2 separate regions of the Pan troglodytes genome follow, and region 2 is linked to region 1. A link is a contact called in public Hi-C data. All regions are on one chromosome and are shown on one strand. Each heading gives the region's core, a stretch centred on a gene start, on an enhancer-like site or on the middle of the called end of the contact. The rest is flanking DNA. Distances are from core to core; before and after follow the strand shown. Region 1 holds the start of PDZRN3 (PDZ domain containing ring finger 3). Region 2 has its middle 140 kb from the start of PDZRN3.

Region 1 (3,059 bases), core at 401-2,900:
AAAATCTAGTGAGTGACAACTTTTTAAAGGTCAGTGTGAAACAAGTAATCCTTATGAACATCAAGGCAATTCTTTCACTCTGATGAAGCAGTTAAATAGTGAAGGTCATGGGGCTTTAGCAGCCACATAAAAGAAAGAAGGAAAGCAATTAGACAAAATGGATGTTGTAATCCCACTTTCCAGGCCCCAGAGTCTCGCTGAATACAGAGCTCCTGCTTCACTGTTCAGAACTCTCCCGCTTCACTGTTCAGAAACTGGCAGCAGATTCCAAATGACAATTCCATAGCTCGATTCCACTCTCACCAAAAGCTGACTGCGTGTTTCTTAGGAATGTCTATAGCCTTGGAAGGTAAAAAAAAATAAAATAAATAAAATAAAATCAATGCATGATGCTATGAACTTTACACCCAGTTTGGAATTCCAAAAATATTCCTCCATTGCTCAGGAGTGTTGCTGAATGCTACCCAGCCAGGTTTGCTGTACTGCATGCAGGGAATGAATGTCCAGATCTATGGATCGCCAGGGTTTTCCAATCAAGTGGGAATCCAAGAACCAGCATGGACTAGCAGCATTGGCATCACTTGGAAGTGCTTTCAGCATGGAGATTCTCAGAACCCGCCCCAGACCCACTGTATCAGAACCGCAACCACATTAAAATGTGAGAAACACTGACCTACAGGACCCTACAGGGCACTTTTGTTTTGTTTTGTTTTCTGTTTTGTTTTTATCCTCCTTCTAGCCTGAGTTTCCTCAATGGAAAGGTGACAAAGTGTACACACAAAACAAACCAAAACTGAAGGAGGGCAGTTGTTGACATGATCATGGGGGTGATGAGTCTTCTCCCAGTTCTAACTTCTGCAGTCAGCATCTTTTGTAATCGCGGGAAAATAATTTTCAAATGGAGCTAACCCTCTCACAACATTGTACTAATGATCTTTAAAGCGACGGATTTAGAAGCGCTCAGCACCACGCTTGCCACACTGCAGGGCAGACACTTCAGAGGTGTTAGGTGAAGTGGATGGAGCCAGCACGCTGGCCTCTCCCACTCCGACAGCTGGCGAGCAGCTCTTGTCCACCAAAACTTCCCCGGGTAGATTCACCCACCGGTCCTGGAAACCTGCTAAATCCTGAAGGTTCACAGAACCTCTGGTCAGAACTGAAGTTGCAGCCGGAGCGTCCCGCAGGCTCTGTAACTTTCCCTGGAATGAAATAAATAAATAAAGACCGTAAGTGCTGAGATAGCGGGCCCCAAGATATTTTTAGTCCTCTGCAATCAGCCACTAGAGGAAGGGGGAGGGAGAAGGGAGTAAAAAAGTTTTGATCCGTTCGGGAAGGGGCTCGAAGAGAACCCTTGGGAGAAAGCAGTAGCCTCAGCTCCAAACTCAGCGAGCTTTTCTCGGCTGGCGTTTTGTCTCCTATAGCGCAGACTGTAAGAGAACAGAAAGGAGTTTCCCGAGAAGATTCAGGCTGGCGTCCTGGGCTGGCCCGTCCCTTCTGGCGAGCCTCAGTGTCCTTCCACGCGCTTCTGCCTTCCAGCCTCCTCCCTTTTTCGGGGGGCTGGCGGGAGGCATCCGAGGCAAGATGTATGTGCGCTCGCGCTCGCGCAAATACGGCCGGAGGAGTCCTGTTCCTCGGGCATTTTCCGAGGAAGTCTGGATCAATTAGGCTCAGTCCGGGGAGAGCGAGCGAGCGCGCGGGCGGCGTAGCCGGCCTGTCTGGGCCGCCTCGTGGGGAGGGAGGGGGCGCCCGGCCGCCCGGCGGCGATCCTGGGGCCTGGCCGCCACCATGGGCTTCGAGCTGGACCGCTTCGACGGCGACGTGGACCCGGACCTGAAGTGCGCGCTCTGCCACAAGGTCCTGGAGGACCCGCTGACCACGCCGTGCGGCCACGTCTTCTGCGCCGGCTGCGTGCTGCCCTGGGTGGTGCAGGAGGGCAGCTGCCCGGCGCGCTGCCGCGGTCGCCTGTCGGCCAAAGAGCTCAACCACGTCCTGCCGCTCAAGCGCCTTATCCTCAAGCTGGACATCAAGTGCGCGTACGCGGCGCGCGGCTGCGGCCGGGTGGTCAAGCTGCAGCAGCTGCCGGAGCACCTCGAGCGCTGCGACTTCGCGCCCGCGCGCTGTCGCCACGCGGGTTGTGGCCAGGTGCTGCTGCGGCGCGACGTGGAGGCGCACATGCGCGACGCGTGCGACGCGCGGCCAGTGGGCCGCTGCCAGGAGGGCTGCGGGCTGCCCTTGACGCACGGCGAGCAGCGCGCGGGCGGCCACTGCTGCGCGCGAGCGCTGCGGGCGCACAACGGCGCGCTCCAGGCCCGCCTGGGCGCGCTGCACAAGGCGCTCAAGAAGGAGGCGCTGCGCGCTGGGAAGCGCGAGAAGTCGCTGGTGGCCCAGCTGGCCGCGGCGCAGCTTGAGCTGCAGATGACCGCGCTGCGCTACCAGAAGAAATTCACCGAATACAGCGCGCGCCTCGACTCGCTCAGCCGCTGCGTGGCCGCGCCGCCCGGCGGCAAGGTAGGCGCCTGCTGCCCGCCCCGACCTCCAGCCAGGATCCCTGGGGACCCCGGGCCCCGCCCCATCCCTTTGGGTACAGGGATGCCCCGAGCTTCCCGGGAACATCCTTGCTTCCTCCCTCTTCTTCCACTGCTTACCAGCTGTATCACTACCTGCAGGTCGCTGAACCTGCCTGAGGTGGAACACTGTGGTCCTTTATAGTCTAGACGTAACCGGTAAAGTATAGCTGCACAGCTTCAGGGATTCTGGAAGGACGAAAAAGAATCCACAAGCAAGTGTAGGATAAGAATGAAGAATGCAGCTCCAGAGTCAAAACTGCGTTCAAAGGCTTTGCTGCTCAGACCAGCTGGGGGATCTCGGGCAAGTTGCTTACCCTCTAGAGGTCAGAAACCTATAGACTGACACTTAGGAGAGGAAAGATGGACACACTGGGTGAATTGTATCCGTGCATCCTCTAGGATTCCAGAAAAAAAATAAAGGGAACCCACAGCCAGTGTAGATTAAGTTAAGAAGGATATCAGAAGAGAGGCCTCTGGGGTAAAAGCTGGATG
Region 2 (3,059 bases), core at 268-2,767, 140 kb before region 1:
TAATGTCAAGAAGTTTCTCCCTTATGTTTTCCCCTAGGTTTTACAGTTTTCTCTTAGGTTGTACAGTTTCAGGTCTTACATTTAAGCTTTAATTTATTTTGAGTTGATTTTTATGTATAGTATAAGATAAGGCTTCAATTTCATTCTTTTGCATGTGGATATAGAGTTCCCCCAATACTATTTGTTGAAGTTATGCAGCCCAAATTTAACTGCTCCGTACCTGGAAACCTTTTAAATGGACAATTCTGTCCTCATTGACAAAATCTGACCTGTACCTTCCTCATATTAGCCTAGAATCATTAATCAAAACCTTAAACTTAGTTCAACCTATTATCACCTCAAGGGATCATTTCATACCTGTGTTATCCATCAGGGAATGGAATACTTCCTTTCCTTGAAAGCAAAGTGGTTCTCTTAAGTGTGATGGGGTTTCCCTTGACAGAGGAGGTAGGGCCTTAAGAAAGGGTCGCACTTTCCTTCTAGCTTTGCCTTTGCCATCATCCTTAGACTCCCCACCCTTCCAAATGGGAAATAATCCAATTTCTGTTGTCATTGTTTTTATCTTTTCCTCCTATGGAATGCTCCTGCCCAATTCCTGGTTTATTTTCCTTACTCTTGGAATTCTCCAGAGCAACACCTATTCAATGAAAATATTTTCTCTCCAATTTACAATTTGCAGTTAAATTAAACAAGCAGAGATATCTATTTTAGCAGAGCAAAGTGTAGCTGCCAGAACTTAGGTCTGGATGTGGTCATTTTGGTGTACCTGCCTAGGCTGTATCCTCAAGCTTTCTCCCTGTGTTTGCTTGTACCACTCCCAAACTCCCTACAAAAACACCTAGCTATGAGTACTAGCTATTCACGGTTTGACTGTGTCCCCTAAAAAGCATGTGTTGGAAATGTAATCCCCAATGCAACACTGTTGGGGGATGGGGTTTAATAAGAGGTGATGAGGTCATGAGGGCTCTGCCTGCATGAATGGATTAATGTTGTTATGGCGGGAGTGGGTTTGCTATGGGGGGAATGGGTTCCTTATAAAGAATGACTTTGGCTCCCTTCTCTTTCTCTCTCTCTCTTTGCCCTTCCACTATGGAATGACATAGAAAGAAGGCTGTTGCCAGATGTCCACCCCTTAGTCTTAGACTTCCCAGCCTCCAGAACTTTAAGAAGCAGCTTTCTGTTCATCATAAATTACCCAGTCTCAGGAATTCTGTTATAATAGCACAAAATAGACTAAAACACTGAGGAAAAGAAAAAAGCCTATTAAGAAGTTGAATCTACTTCTCTTTGAATTAACTTTAGCAAGTATGTATAACCACTTACTTAGCATCCCAAAAGCCAAATTATGAGGGTAAGGATCATTATAACTTCTGTTCTTAAGAAATATTTGAGATACTATACTATGGCATAACAAGAAATACATTAGGTCTTTGTCCCCTACTCTTTGTCCTGGTGCAGAGTACCTAAAACCGTTGGAATTTCCCCAGTGATTGGAATGTCTTTTGTTATTCATAACCAGGCCCTTTCCTTCCACACCTGAGTTTATGCTAATGAGGTGTCTTAGGGGAGGGCCCCTAGAGAGACTCAGGATAGGGCTGCTCATCAGAAAGCCTAAGTTATTAGAAGGCTGGAACATTCCGCCCAACCCACTCACCTCTGAGAAGGACAGGGCTGGAGGTATAGCTGCATAAACATTCTTGAACAATGAAATTTCGTGAGCTCTCAGGATGCTGAACACATGGAGGCGCTAGGAGAAGGATGTACACAGAGAGGGCATGGAAAGTCCATGCCCCTTGCCCCATACTTTGCTCTACACATCTCTTCCATCTGATCATTCCTGAGTTGTATCCTTTATAATAAAACAGTAAACATAAATGTTTTCCTGAGTTGTATGAGCCATTCTAGCAAATGATCGAACCCAAGGAAGGAGTTGTAGGAGCCTCCAGTTTATAGGTGTTCAATCAGCAACATAGGTGACAACCTGGGGCTTTTGACTGGTGTCTGAAGTTGGGGCAGTTTTGTGAGGCTGAGTCCTCAACCCGTGAAATCTGATGCTATCTCCAAGTAGATAGTGTCAGAATTGAATTGAATTATAGGATAGTCCCCAGCTGGTGTCTGCAAAGAACTGGAGAACGGTTAGTGTGGGAAAAACACACACATCTGGTGTCAAAAGTGTTGTGTGAGAGTATTGTGTCATATATTTTATCAGAGATACTTTCTGAGGTTGATAATTATATGGAGAATCCTCAGGCCTGGAGATGGGATCTCAAACTCAAATGTACATGAAGGCCAGGCATATAATGTAAAAGAGAGAAGCACGCAAGTATAAGAAATGTTTTACTTAAGTCTTAATTCATTTTAATTACTCTATTAACTGGAAGTGCATTGATTAAAGATAGTTGTCACTAAGCCTGAGGGTTGGGGGTAACAGGGAGTGGTGGGGACTGTGGCAAACTAGAAAGGGTATGCCTAGTTAAAGAGGGCAGTCCCTCCTTATCTCCAGCTGATTGGTACCCTGTGAGAACAAGAGCCCAATGTGACTAGATGCTTCCATTTTTCAAGAGAAACCAGAAATTTCAGTTTTTTTTTTTAATTAAACCTTCTGGTTTTTAAATGTTGGCAAGTAATCTAGTCAATGCAATCAGAAGTAAAAATATTGATTACTCATACATAAAAAGTACAAATAGAACTTTGGGGTGCTAGTAATGGGTTTTGATCTTTGTGCTAATTACACAGATGTATTAACTTTGTGAAAACTCATTGAACGGGGCACTTATATATGCACATTTCTGTATGCATATTACACTTTCATGAAAAGCTTTAAAATGTGTTGGCAAGTAATTAAAATTGTAGGGAAATTTTAAAACATTTTCTGAGCCAACATCGTGTAGATCAAATAATGCCCAACTAGGGGCTGAATTAAGCATTCAAGGTTATTTTTTTTTTTTTTTTTTGAGATGGAGTCTCATTCTGTTGCCCAGGCTGGAGTGCAGTGATGTGATCTCGGCTCACTGCAAGCTCCGCATCCTGGGATCACGCCATTCTCCTGCCTCAGCCTC

What was found. A called contact is a pair of places that touch in the nucleus more often than the background predicts.
Region 2: a Hi-C map of induced pluripotent stem cells shows a contact between it and region 1, with 2.6 times the contacts expected there. The contact joins the enhancer-like site here to the promoter of PDZRN3 in region 1. A contact is called at or near these places in 2 of 7 Hi-C or Micro-C datasets (induced pluripotent stem cells and stem cell-derived neural progenitor cells), 1 of 1 datasets of contacts at active chromatin or transcription factors (stem cell-derived excitatory neurons) and 1 of 1 other capture datasets (stem cell-derived neural stem cells).

Annotation. Positions count from the first base shown.
Region 1 is chr2:77,623,098-77,626,156 of NHGRI_mPanTro3-v2.0_pri, reverse strand. PDZRN3 (PDZ domain containing ring finger 3) reads left to right here and starts at 1,650. Exons shown (of 9, transcript XM_054680801.1): 1 at 1,650-2,508. The coding sequence starts at 1,786. It overlaps LOC104005622 (a long non-coding RNA gene), which reads right to left. Exons shown (of 2, transcript XR_008547015.2): 1 at 2,646-3,059; 2 at 1-1,199.
Region 2 is chr2:77,761,214-77,764,272 of NHGRI_mPanTro3-v2.0_pri, reverse strand. No RefSeq gene overlaps it. Among named protein-coding and RNA genes, the nearest start is that of PDZRN3, 140 kb to the right of the region's middle. Within about 2 kb of position 1,517, at least 1 of the 24 cell types and tissues checked has an H3K27ac peak or open chromatin away from gene starts, as enhancers often do. A contact at or near this core is called in induced pluripotent stem cells, where this site is marked.